Linked DNA regions of Triticum aestivum: region 2 is linked to region 1. Evidence: chromatin contacts called from public Hi-C data. All regions are on one chromosome and are shown on one strand. The core of a region is the stretch at or near the end of the contact, and the rest is flanking DNA. Distances in the headings are between cores, read along the strand shown.

Evidence for each region. Hi-C and Micro-C count contacts between places; a contact is called where the count stands out from the background.
Region 2: a Hi-C map of leaf shows a contact between it and region 1, with 5 times the contacts expected there. The contact joins the promoter of LOC123072044 here to the promoter of LOC123072043 in region 1. A contact is called at or near these places in 3 of 5 Hi-C or Micro-C datasets (all in leaf) and 1 of 1 datasets of contacts at active chromatin or transcription factors (leaf).

What each region holds. Positions count from the first base shown.
Region 1 is chr3B:730,657,021-730,663,620 of IWGSC CS RefSeq v2.1, forward strand. It overlaps LOC123072043 (calmodulin-binding transcription activator 4), which reads right to left and starts at 3,024. Exons shown (of 12, transcript XM_044495602.1): 1 at 2,700-3,024; 2 at 1,871-1,996; 3 at 1,677-1,792; 4 at 1,415-1,503; 5 at 722-767; 6 at 228-377; 7 at 1-146. The coding sequence starts at 2,718.
Region 2 is chr3B:730,911,706-730,918,305 of IWGSC CS RefSeq v2.1, forward strand. LOC123072044 (CBS domain-containing protein CBSCBSPB1) reads right to left here and starts at 3,972. Exons shown (of 14, transcript XM_044495604.1): 1 at 3,649-3,972; 2 at 3,039-3,207; 3 at 2,812-2,944; 4 at 2,554-2,724; 5 at 2,362-2,440; 6 at 2,149-2,262; 7 at 1,994-2,060; 8 at 1,761-1,866; 9 at 1,611-1,669; 10 at 1,047-1,156; 11 at 835-968; 12 at 619-704; 13 at 434-523; 14 at 1-354. The coding sequence starts at 3,803. The coding sequence ends at 178.

The DNA.
Region 1 (6,600 bases), core at 1,774-4,273:
CTAAACTCCTCCAGTTCATAAAAGATATCTGCAAGGTTTGTACCTGTGTCGAATTCTTCATTCTGGATCCCAGGAATAGGATTAGGATCATGATTTGGCAGAATCTCGCCAGTAACATCATGACGTTCCTTGTTTTCCAGACTCAACTGCATTTCAAGCATCCGCCGCCAATCAAATTGACTTGTATCATTTGATTCATTGTTTATGGTCAGGATCTGGGAACTAACTTCTTCCGCGGATCCTGGGCTGCGCGAGAGGAGACGTGGCGCAATTATCTCACTTGTCAACCCCGGTGAACTATGTGCATCCGCTCTGCTAGCACTGCCATTCTGATAGGATGTTGGTGAACCGTTTAGTGCTGATACTGAAATGCTGCCCTGGTAATCAATCAACAAATAAAGGTTAAGCACAGGATAGCCCCAAAAACAATGCAATGACTTCAGCCACTAATTAATAATGTGCACTAGCTTAACAGGTGAATTAACCAATGGAAATTCTACACGATGTCAAGTTCAATTTCACTGGTGCTTTGCCCCAGTGATCAATTAATCTGATATGTTCAAAGATCGCCCACTGTTGAAGTGAATAGATAACTGTGGAAGTAAACCAACGTTATTTTTTCACTCGTCCTAGTTGGTTAAGCATCAGAATTGCAGATGTGTTTTTTTAGGAAGAATTGCAGATATGTTATGACAAAAGGAAGATAAAACAAGAGACAAACCTCTAGCACATCTCTATAGTGGACAAGAACAATGTGCTCATAAGCCCTGCAAAGATGAATTGCTTCCATTAAATGTGAACTGAAATCTACAAATAAAAAATTGTTATTCACGGGGAAAATAACAGCAAATCATAACCCACACCCCAACAGTAGAAGTCATAGTAATAACAGGGTATAATACCAATATTTTCTGGAACTTACAAGTACAAGAATTGCTGTGCCTATTTTGGAGACTCCTAGTAAAAATATAGGATTGCCCTTAGGAATAAAGTCTCTTGCACTGTTTCACATCATCAGAAAATATGGGAGAACATAGTAGACCATTGCAAATTTTAACATGTCTGCAAGGAATTGGTGAATGTTGGTTTCTATCTGTTGGGAACATCTCAGATGGATGCTGAAACTTCAAAGTAACGACCGTAGACAGAATAACTTGTGAATATGAATTAATGCAACAGGCTTTACCATAGAAGCAAGAAAAGAAAATGACACGTGGCCATGGACTGCTTATATATTCCTCCCTGAGTTCCCATTCAAAAAATCCTCCATGAGGAGCACACATACAAAGTTGCTATTGGGTTTGTGTTCTAAGGAAATCACAATTCATAAACATCCAAGACACAAGAAAAGCTTATGGGAAGCATAGAATACAGTGCATAACATATTCCCCCTACAAGTAACCAGAGTACTCACGGTTCAAGCATCCAATATATCCGCCTCATGAATGTAGGGTTATTTTCTGCACGAGCATAGTAGCAATTCAGTGCCTTTACATTGTCAACCTGAAATTTGTAGGGTCAAACGAGGAAAGCACATTAACTATGCAGCTCATCTGATTGAGTCATAGCAACAAAGCTTACCAACTATTTATTGGATTTCCTTCCTCTTACTAAAATACTATGATTAACACTTGGACTCCTATTACTAGACTAGAGAAGATAAACATTGAACAGACCTTAAGGTACTCGTGTGCTTCGTTACCACTCTTCCCATTCCTCTTTTTTTGCCATTGATACCCATCATTCCGGAAGAACCGATGTACCCTACGGTTGAAAAGGAACCAAGAACCACCTGTAATTTCACCCAGGGCACGCATTAGATTAAATCAGATATCTCGCAAGCAAGAAAACAAAAGGATGGTTTTATTACTCGGTGGCCTCTGAGGGGTCCTGTTTTGGATCCCGAACAGCTCGCAGTTCCGCAATATGTCGAGAACCTCTCTGGGCTTGAGCCATCGCGTCTTCACCTCCCGCTGCAGATTTTGTATGTCGAGACCTGAATTGGAAGAACAAAATGCAACAAACTCGTCACCAACCAGCGAAGATATAAATGACATCATTAAGAACGCATCACAAATAAGTGAACCCGTGACAGCTCATTAACGAAGCAGGGTGGGTCACCATTTAACAACAAAAGAAACATAACAGCAGGCAGGAGGGATCATGGTTTTCAGAGCACTGGGTGAATCAGGAACATGGGTTATGAAGCAGCATAGATAGGATCCGGCACCCAAATCGGAAGAACAAAAATGTAACAAACTTTTCACAAAACAGATCATTAGGAACGCATTGCAAATAAGGTTATATTTCCCAGTTCATTAACGAAGCTGGGGGATCACCACTTTACAACAAAAGGAACATAACAGCAGGAGGGATCATGGTTCCAAAGTATTTACTACTCCGATATTTCTAAAAAAAAAGAGAGTATTTACTAGGAGTAGTAGATAGGATCATGGTTTGAAAGTATTTACAAAAAAGAAAGAAACATAGCAGCTAGGTGAATCAGGAACATGAGCTATGAAGCAGCAATATACAGGATCCGGAACCAAATCCATAGACCTAGTATTTACTACTCCCACCCCACAGCACCCAAACCTAACCCCCCGGCGCTTGGTAACCAAAATCCAAAATCAGCCGCAGGAACCGCACAGGACACGGCGAAAGATTGCAACTTGGGAACCGTGGAATCCAGCCTTTACCTTGCTGCTGCTGCTGCATCGCGGCGGCCCGACGAACTCCGGCGAGCGGACCAAGAACTCGCGCGGCGGGTGGAGTGGCGAGGGCACCGAATATCCGCAGGCGCCACCGAGGTGAGGTCGGACTTGAATGGCCGGGTCGCCGCCAACTACCCCCCAGGTGTTTGCGGTGGGTGGCACCACTTCTTGAATACTGTACTATACTGTTGGATCTGGGACACGCAATCACTCGCTCCGGTCCAGAGATGCCAGTCGGTCGCGCCGAGCAGCGGCAGTTGTTCCAGTGAGGCCGGAGAGGGAGGGGGAGGGGGATTAGTAGGGAGGAGAACGATGAACACGTGAGAGGGGAGGAGGGGAGAGGAGAAACTGCGCGGCGGATTCCTCACACCGGAGACAGGGGACTGAGCTTCACTGATGTGAGGCCAACTCCACCGCACACGTTTCAAAAAAAAAAAAACTCCACCGCACACGACCCCAATGGACGTCCGGATTGGCCGGATTTTGTCCGTTTGAGATGCTGATGGATTTGTCCGTATCTGGCTTTGTCCGTTGGGTCGTGCGTGCGTCCACCGCGCGGCCGCACCCCAAATCATGTCGGGAGTGGACGTGGATAAAAAAATATAAAAACTAGAATGAAATGACTTAAAAAGTAAATAAACGCATTTAAAAAAATATAAAACATATATAGGGGTCACGGCCATAAAATGGCCCACTCTCTCAATCCACTTAAACGGCCCAGTTTCATAATTAACATAAAAACAAAATAAAAAAAGCCTCCCGCGCGCTCCTGCCGCGCCCGTCGGTGCCGTCGCCGTCTTCACTGGCCGCCGGTGTCGTCATCGTCGCTGACGAGGTCGACGTAGGCCGGCGGCGCCTGATGAAACCATGTACCTAGGGTAGGGTCATGGACTTGTCCAAGACACCCTACCCAAGGACATCTCTAGAAGACATCACCTTTCAGTCGACCTGCAAAGGTTCCACTCGACGGACTCGAAGATACTCGACCACGAAACCAAGCACTCGACCAATAGGAAACCTAAAGTCACTCTGCACGTAACAGTATGTCATTAAGTAGCCTTTATGGTCTTCATAGCACTTTATGTGGGCGTTACCAGTAACCCCCTGTCTTAATGTACTTTAAACCTGCATAACTGAGGGCTGGAGGGGTCTGGCGAACTCTATATAAGCCACCCCCTCCTCAGTGTAAAGGGTTCGCACCCCTGTAACTTATACACATATAATCCAGTCGACCGCCTCCGGGCTCCGAGGCGTAGGGCTGTTACTTCCTCCGAGAAGGGCCTGAACTCGTAAAACTCGTGCGTATACAACTACTCCATAGCTAGGATCTTGCCTCTCCATTAGTACCCCCTACACTACTGTCAGACTTAGAACCACGACAGTTGGCGCCCACCGTGGGGCAGGTGTCTTAGCGACTTATTGAAGAAGTTACAATTTTTTCGATCTCCTTCATCATGGTTTCAAGCGGAGTTTTGGTCGAGGGCCGCGAGATCCATCTCGGCGCGCTCACGTTCATCGCCGACGACTTTGCTTGGCTTCAGGAGGCTCCACTCAACATCGACACGCTCCCAGTCCGCGGAGCGACGCACTTTCGCGCGTGCGTCCGTGACGTCCTCCTACGACAACCGTTGACCCAGTATCGGTCGGTCGTTGTGTCATCCTCCCTCCCTGCTTCCCGCCGGCGCAAGCGCTCCGGTCGGTCAAGGCTTCAGCGGTGGGTGAGGCACGCGGCGGCCCGCTAGTCGGCCACCCCTCAAGTCGCGGCAATCGAGCCCGACGAATCTCTCTACGGCCTATTCGACCTGTCGACTGGCTCTGCAGAGACTGCATCCGAATGCGACACTAGTGATCCAGCGGCGGAGGTTCTGATGGTCGATGGACCACGCGGTCCTCCCGGTTTTCCCGGCGACGACGGAGGCGACCCGTCGCGTGCCCATGAGGAGTATCACCCCGAGCCCCTCACTTTGCTGCAAAGGGAAGAACTTCGCCGCCGGAACATGGATGCACTTCACACTCCTATCGTTGGAGAAACCCCTGAGGCTCGTGCCTTAGAGGACGCGCGCTTGGCCAACTTGGCTGAGCGCACTCGACTGGAGAACCTTCAGCGAGCACTCGACGAGCGTGCGCGGCAACGGGTTCCGGACTCCAGTCGGCGTCAGCTCTTTCCACCACCGACTCGGGTATATCGAACTCCGATTCAGAATTTAGCAGCTGCAGCCCGTATAGCAGAGTCAATTCAGCCTTCCCAGTCAGAGGCTGGCAGAGGCTTGATGCAGATCAGAGATTTGCTCCGGGCAGCAGGAGATCAAAATTTAGCTGTATCACAGTCGTGGAATAGGATTCACAGCAGATCCGTAGCTGCGAATACAGTCCAGTCGGCTCATAGCCCCAGATCGCCCCCGAGGCGTGAGGGGCGTGGAGACCGGCACGATCAGTACAAGAACCGTGAGCAGTATGATCACCGATTCGATCGCGATGATCAACGTCGAGTGCCCACCCCTCCCTCAAGGGGTGGATCGTACGCACCTCGACAACAGGATGATAGACGCCAGCACAGTGGTGGGCGAAGGATTCCAGTCGACCCCAGGGAACCAGGCTTTGACGCGAGATCCATCATCGTTCAAGGTCTGGTCGACAGGAACAGAGCTCACCGAGAGGGTCACGACAGAGATGTACCCACCAACAGCCGAGTGCATGTCCCAGGACCAGAGTGTTTCAGCAGAGCCATCAGGGCCGCGGTGATTCCCCCCAACTTCAGGTTGGCGACTGGAGTCAGTAAGTTCAATGGTGAGTCTAAGCCTGATACTTGGCTTGAAGACTACCGAGTGGCTGTCCAGATCGGCGTTGGAAATGATGAGGTGGCCATGAAACATCTGCCTCTTATGTTGGAAGGATCGGTGAGAGCATGGTTGAATCAGTTGACACCCAGCAGCATTTACACGTGGGAAGATCTTTCCCGGGTGTTTGTTAGAACGTTTGAAGGAACATGCAAGCGACCAGCAGGACTGACAGAGTTGCAAACTTGTGTGCAGAAGTCGGATGAGACTTTGAGAGATTACATCCAGAGATGGATCACATTACATCACACGGTAGAGAATGTATCTGATCACCAGGCGGTCTGTGCCTTCAAGGAAGGCGTTAAGTACAGAGAGCTAAGCCTGAAATTCGGTTGAACCGGAGACATGTCTGTGAGTCGAATGATGGAGATAGCCACCAAATATGCCAATGGTGAAGAAGAAGATCGGCTATGGGTGGCAAGCACAAGTCAGTCGCCCAGGAAACCGGAGGAGGGAACTCCAGTCGGAAGCAAAAGCGAAAAGCCGAGCCAGCTGCTCCTGGAGAAGCATTGGCCGTGACTCAAGGAAAGTTTAAAGGGAAGCCCAAAGGACCTTGGAACCCCAAGAAGGTGAAAGACAAGGAGGGAAATGACGTGCTGGATTTGCCATGCCACATCCACACGAAGAAAGATGAAGAGGGTAACTTCATTTACCCAAAACATACCACTCGACAGTGTCGGCTCTTGATACAACAATTTCAAGGGAAACAACCCAAAGATAAGGAAAAGGAGTCGGACAAAGTTGAGGACAAGGGGGATAGTGATGAGGAATATCCCCAGGTCAATTCCACTCTGGTGATTTTTGCTGACGTTGAGAGCAAAAGTCGATTGAAAGTTATCAACCAAGAAGTGAATATGGTTGCTCCGGAGACTCCCAATTATCTGAAATGGTCTCAAACTGCCATCACGTTCGACCAGTCCGATCACCCGACACACATAGCCACCCCTGGGAGGCAAGCTCTGGTGGTTGACCCAGTCGTCAAAGGCACTCGACTGACTAAAGTGTTGATGGATGGTGGCAGTAGCTTGAATATACTGTACATAGAGACG
Region 2 (6,600 bases), core at 2,722-5,221, 260 kb after region 1:
CCAAGATTTGATCCACAGTCCATCCGCTGCCGTGACATTATTACATGTTTCCATTTTTCCTCGCAAGAATCAATCGCACACCCACTCTCGTAAATTTCCTTTTTCTAGGTCCAATTCTGTTCATTTCAATGTAGTAACATCCTGTATGTATCACTAAGACAACCGTGTTCGTCGCGCCTAGCCTGCTCTTTTCAGGTAGGCCATCACGCCGAGGCCGGCTACCAGGGCCGCCCCGGCCGCGACCGTGCCGTACGCGGAAGCCCACGCGTCCCTTCCGGCGTACTCAAAGTCCGACGAGACGGCTCCTCGCTTCCGGCGGCCAACACCGGCGTAATCCAAGTGCAACCTCAAGCTCTGCGAGAGGAACAGGTAAGAAAGTGAGCACCCTTTTTTTGGCATGGGGAAAGATCAGCTTCACCTACAACAGCATTACCTTCCAACCGATTTGCTTTGCATGGTCCACAGCCGCTATAAGGTCGGTGTCTGATGAGAGTATGACTTTATCGTGATCATCATCTTCGTACTGTAAAATGGTATCAGGAACAAAGAAACCTTAGAGATATGACAGTGATGACATAGGTATATGGGTACAAACTGAGAATGGAGCTTGAACAGTACCAGAATTTGAGGTAGGTTCGATTTATCAATGTCATCACCAAGTCTTTGCAGAATCGACGTTATCAATTCAGTCAGGCTACTCGTGTCTGAAATTTGAAACGTCATACATGAAACTAGGAAACTATAATGTAAATAAATTACTGGGCATGAAATGGAAAAAAAAAGAGAACGGTGATATAGTCCCAGCTAGCGTGACACCACAATGAGAGTGCATACCACAGTTAAATCTGTGCATCCTGCCTTGTTTGTCCTGAATCTTGAACCCAAAAGGGCTTGATAAGCCTGAAGGCGGAAAGAAGGCTGATCTTCCTATATCTGCTGCCTCGGATGCCACTTTAGTTGATCCTTCGCTGAGAGGTGCCATAGCGATTTAGTCACAGAAAAGAAACCACGTCATCAAAATGATAGGTTGAAAAAGAGATGCTAACCTTCTGCAATCATCATCATCATCAAGAGGCCCACTTGACATTGCTGAATCCCAGAACCTCTGCATCATGGAAGAAGTCGCCTCAGAGCCTGTTGCTCCACTGTTTCCGACCTGAATACAACAACACAAACAGGCATGACAAATTTAAAATACAGACATGATATCTCTAAACTTATACACATAGAGTAATGAAAGCGAAGAATACACAACACTGACAGTAAGCTTGCTTTAGTACTTCCAATTTTTAGAGTAATGAAAGCGAATAATACACGACACTGACAAGTTTATGGACAATTTTTTAGCAGACCAGATAGCAGATACACTATCTAATGGTCCATACAACTTGTATATTTGGCACTTCTCTATGAAGTTGCTTTAGTAACTTCCATCATGCAACTTATAACAAGATACAGATTACAGCATCCACTAATGATTAAACACCGGATGACTTGGGCATTAACATATTACTAATATACATTTTCCAGTTCAAAACCTGAAAGTACACACAAAGGAGCAAGCCAGAGTGCGCATACAGAAGCCCAAGCAGATGGAAATTGATACTCACCGTTGCAATTGCAGCATGAGTTATGTGAAGGACATCAACAACGGTTACAACACTCCCATCTGGATAATGACAACACATTATTCATAATTTAACAGACTTAGCAAAAAATGTTGAATTAGATCAAACTCCATTGCTCATTTGTCCACATACCCCTGTCTAGAACAGGCAAATGCAGAAACTTCCCATCATGCATTGTGTGTAGGGCTTCAAGGATCGGGGTGTCAATCGTGGCACATTCTGGACTCTGGGTCATAACCTGTCGAAAAGAGTTCCAGGCATGATGGCATGACAGTTAGGGCCTAATGACAGTTGAAGAGAAAATACAGAGGAATGTAGTGTGAATACATAAGAATGTGAAGATAATCTATTTTGGCTTTGCTTACCTTCCCGACTGTAGTGGACTCAGGTGGAAGATTTTGGGCTATAACACGCATCAATATATCTCTCGAGCTGATCGATGTATAAATAAAGTAGCTTTCAGTTCAATGCTGCTATAGAAATTACAAGTAATTTTATTGTACTCGGGGAAGGTGCTCACGTCAGAATCCCACCAGGCTTGTTTTCAATCGCAACAACTGCTGAACTTACTTTTAGTTCAAGCATCTTTTTTGATGCAGTCAACACAGTGTCAGTTGGTGCAACAGTAGCCACTCTAAGAAATTGAGATCAGCTAATAAGTATTCTGTAACAGCATTTATTCTGGAAATAATAGAGAAAGACATTTATTAGAAAATGACAGGATATTACCTACTTTGAATTCTCAGATATAATTGTCGACAGTGATGGCTTAAACATCCGTTCACGAAGAGTTTCAACAAAAGTGTTGGGACCTGCAAAGTAAATAGAGAAAGCATTAAAAGGGCAAATTGCTGACTCATGACAGTAACGTTTAGTGGCTATCATACAAGAAACTGATACAAGTGAAACATAACAGACTACAGACCAGATACAGATGTTCCCCAATGCTTCTCAACACCCTCAACAGCAGCAGCGATTGCTCTTCCTTTCTCAGCTGCCCTTTCCATTCGTGCAATAGCATCATATAGGCACTTGGCTATGTCCAGTAGCGCAATGACTTCCCCATTGTCCACAACAGGTAAATGTCTGAACTTACCTGGAATCATGTGACACTTTTTCAGCCAACATTATTAAGATAAGAAGTAAGAAGGCATCCCAAGTATCAGGAGGAACATTCACAAACCTTGCACCATTTTCTGCAATGCCTCGACCGCGAGAGTGTCCCCGAGAACAAAGAGAGGGTTTCTAGTCATGACCTTGGAAACTGGTGTGTCTTCTAGCTTCAATTCACGAGCAATAACCCTTGTGGTTATGTCCTGATACGAGCCCGCAAAACGCAGCACATAGTTAGAATGATTGGTCTACCAGGCATCACCTGGAGCAGATGAAGAGAAGAAAGATCTACCTCACCTTGTCAGTAAGGATCCCGCAGAGCAGCGCGTTGGAGTCCGTCAGCAACACGGCATCAACTCTACGCGCGGCCATCCTCCGACAGGCCTCGTACACAGTGGTGTGGTCCGGTATCGTCAGTGCCTTGGACAGTCTCAGTCTCTTAACGGTTCTCTCCCCAGTCACCATCCTGAGGGAGGCAACATTTTTCAGTTACAACCACATCTCATGCGATTTCAGCTGTATTCCACTTTGCATCAAGAAACATCTGGTGCCGCCGTCTTACAGATTCCAAATTCCACAATCATGCATACGCAGATATGCAGGATGCCAATCATAATAGATAGATAATGAGATTTACAGGTTAATCATAATGCCTGTGGCTGTGTACCAATCATGTCGCTCGCTGACTAAAAGTAAAATGGTTCTTGCGGCCCGCAGCGATTGCTTCAAATCAAATCTAGCCCTTAGCCTAAGGAGCAAACTAGCGCTCGACCAGAAAGCTATTCCGTAAGAGCCCCGTAAGCTACCCCGTGCCTGCACGGCATCGCGCGACCCAACAGCGACGCTACCAGCGTGGAAATGACTCATAGCAACGAATCAATAGCAAGGGCGGGGGATAATCACGTACGAGGTGGTGCGGGAGATGGTGGCGGAGGACCTCCTGGCGGCGGCGGCGTCGTGGCCGTTCTCCATGGACGGCCCCCTCCTCCTGGGGCCGGCGGCCGAGGAGATGCTCCTCCGGGAGGGGTGCGGCCCTCCTCCCCCGCCCCCGGCGCCGTCCATCCTCGAGCCGCCGCGGGAAAGGGGGAGGCTCTCCGACCGACGGCGGCGCTGATCCGGGGAGGAGGCCGCGGCGATCCGGATAGATGGGAGGAGACGGAGGCGGAAGGGAGGCCGAGGCTGCGGCTGCGGCTAAACTCGTTCGACCAATTGGAATCTTTGCTTTTTTTAGCCTGGCGGAAGGAAAAAGCCGGATTATTTTGGTTGGAGCTGCTCCCATTTTCTCTGACGCGAAAGGTTCGTTTTGCACGGGCACGCTGCTGCGTGCACCCGACGCAGCGTACACTTGCTCGTGCTCCACGTGACGTACGCCTAGTGGGCATCTCTCCCATTTCGTTGGGTTGACCCAACTTGCTTTCTTTTCTTTCTCGAGATTATTCTGAAATTTTTTCTCTCTTTATCGAGTCAAGTAAGTTGAAAGAGCAGGTTTTTTTTATGAGTTTTTTTTTGAACCTCGGTGACCTTTATTACATAATAATCATATCAGTTACAAGGGAGGGAATTAAGAAATCAGGGGATGCTCTTGCGAGGCCTCATTTAACTTCCTTCTATAACTAGTCCTGGCTAGCCAATGCGCTACCCCATTACTCTCCCCAGCACAGTGAACAATCGTCGCCCTGCCGAAGGAACTCAACACCTGTCGGCAATCATCCGTCAACATCGCAGCCGAAGCACGGTACTCCGAAGGATCCTCCATAGCTTGTACTATCTCCTGTGAGTCGGACTCCACAACCAGTGCATAAATACCCAAATGCTCTGCCAATCGCAGTCCTTCCAAGAGGGCTAACGCTTCCATAGAGGGAACATCCATGGCATACTGTCGAAATGAACAAGAAGCGGCAATAAACACTCCTGAGCTATCTCGTAAGACAGCTCCAGTTGCTCCCGCGCCCTCATCCACATGTGAAATCACCGAAACTGGTACAAAGAAGTCCAACGAGAACGGTGGGAGGCTACTTCTCTGAACAAAATGTTTCAGATGGTTACGAAGTCACGACCATAAGGAATTGCTTTTGAAAGATGGGAGGCACTAATCCGAACAAAATGTCCGTTGTGTGTTGATCATAAATGGAACACAAGGTGGTACCATCATTAGGCATGTTTTCGGAGACACAATATGCACTATGGTGCGCGGCAAGTTCTTCTGGAACCTTCTGAAGGTGAACTTTCTTCGTCTGGGCCATCTTGATATGAGTTTAATGAACCAGCTACATTTTCGTTGTTGTTTTCTACTTGTTATTTGCATGATACATCTCATGGATGGAGGACTAACATTGGATAGTGACTCTATATAACATCAAGATAATGAGTTCACGGTGTGCACCAAATACTGCACGGCCACACCACTCTTTCCAATGGTGATTAGGATCTCGGTCCGAGGAGGGGTGCGGAGCACCCTAGGGTATCGCCATGGACTTGGCTCCATCGCCAAGGGACACACACATCACATATACTAAGGTGGATTATATCCTTTATGTGTGCCTTCTTGGTTCTCTCGAGGATGGTACTACTTGACCATCCTACCATTTGCACATATACGTGTTGGGCCAATGATGAACGTGCAATGGAGGAAGTCATGCACAAGCGACCACCCACGCCATTCGTGAGGGAAACATGGAAGCAAAGCAGGAACCGTGAAGATGAAGGCAAGGTTCCACAAGCATCGACGAGTGTCCACATGAAGGCTAACAACCGCGAAGCCCTCTGGATACCCGGTGTGCATGGCATGTGGCCCCCCATGCCCACGGACTGCGTCCAGCTCTCTGAACACCCCGTGCACATGGGTCATTTACCCACGAACCCTCCTTCATGCACACGGGATTGCCTGCGAGCAACCATGGGGAAATAACCCTTGTACCCTTACTCACCCCTTCATTTGCCCATGACTATATATACTCTTCCCCCTCCTCCATCATATGGTTAGCAAAGTATACACTTAGACACTGGGAGAGTTTTGCGCCTTATACCTCCTCCTAGAGGAACAAGACCTCCAACCTGAAGAAGGATCTCATCATAAATCATCAAGACCTCCAACTTGGAGAAGGATCTCTAAGTGTATAATCAAGACCTCATCTCGCCCATAGAGATTTGGGAAGAGCCTACCCTTTTAGTTTATTGCTTGTTGCTTGTAGATTCAAGATGTATCTTGATTTGGATGTTGAGAGAGAACATGTGTGATGTGGATATTATTATTGTGTGTTCCCCCTTTTTGTTTTTCTTTTGTTCTTCCCCAATTCCACCACCAAATCATAAAGATTGGGCAAAGAAGGGCTTGGCCTACATCAATATGTCTTTTTAAGTCTTAGCTATCAACCAGACATTGGTAATACTTGTGTCTTTAGTGTTGAATCCTTAAAAAAAACTAATTGAGTTTTCTTTTTGACGGGAAGGCCTTCATGGCTAGCTTTATTAAAATAAAAAATGGATACATCATCTGCCAAAAAATTGGCAATAAAACCCGGAGGTGCCTCAACCACATAGATGGATTGTTTGCACGCCCATGCTCAACTAGCACATGAGCTGTTATATTTGACTATCTATTACAATGCTTAAGATTAACCTTCGCGACATCTCTAAGTAGTTCCTTGCAATCATCCAAAATTGGAGCAGCCACCATCGATTTGTCCTTCGGTGAGTCGTAGAGCATTTACTACAATGATGTTGTCCATCTGCATGAAGATGTTATTGCAACCCATACTCTCGACTAGCTTCAGGCCCTCAAGAAGTGTTGCAGCTTCCGCGGGAACTATCTGAGTTTGTTTGTTAGAAAGGGTGGACAAACTGCAACACTTGAGCTTGT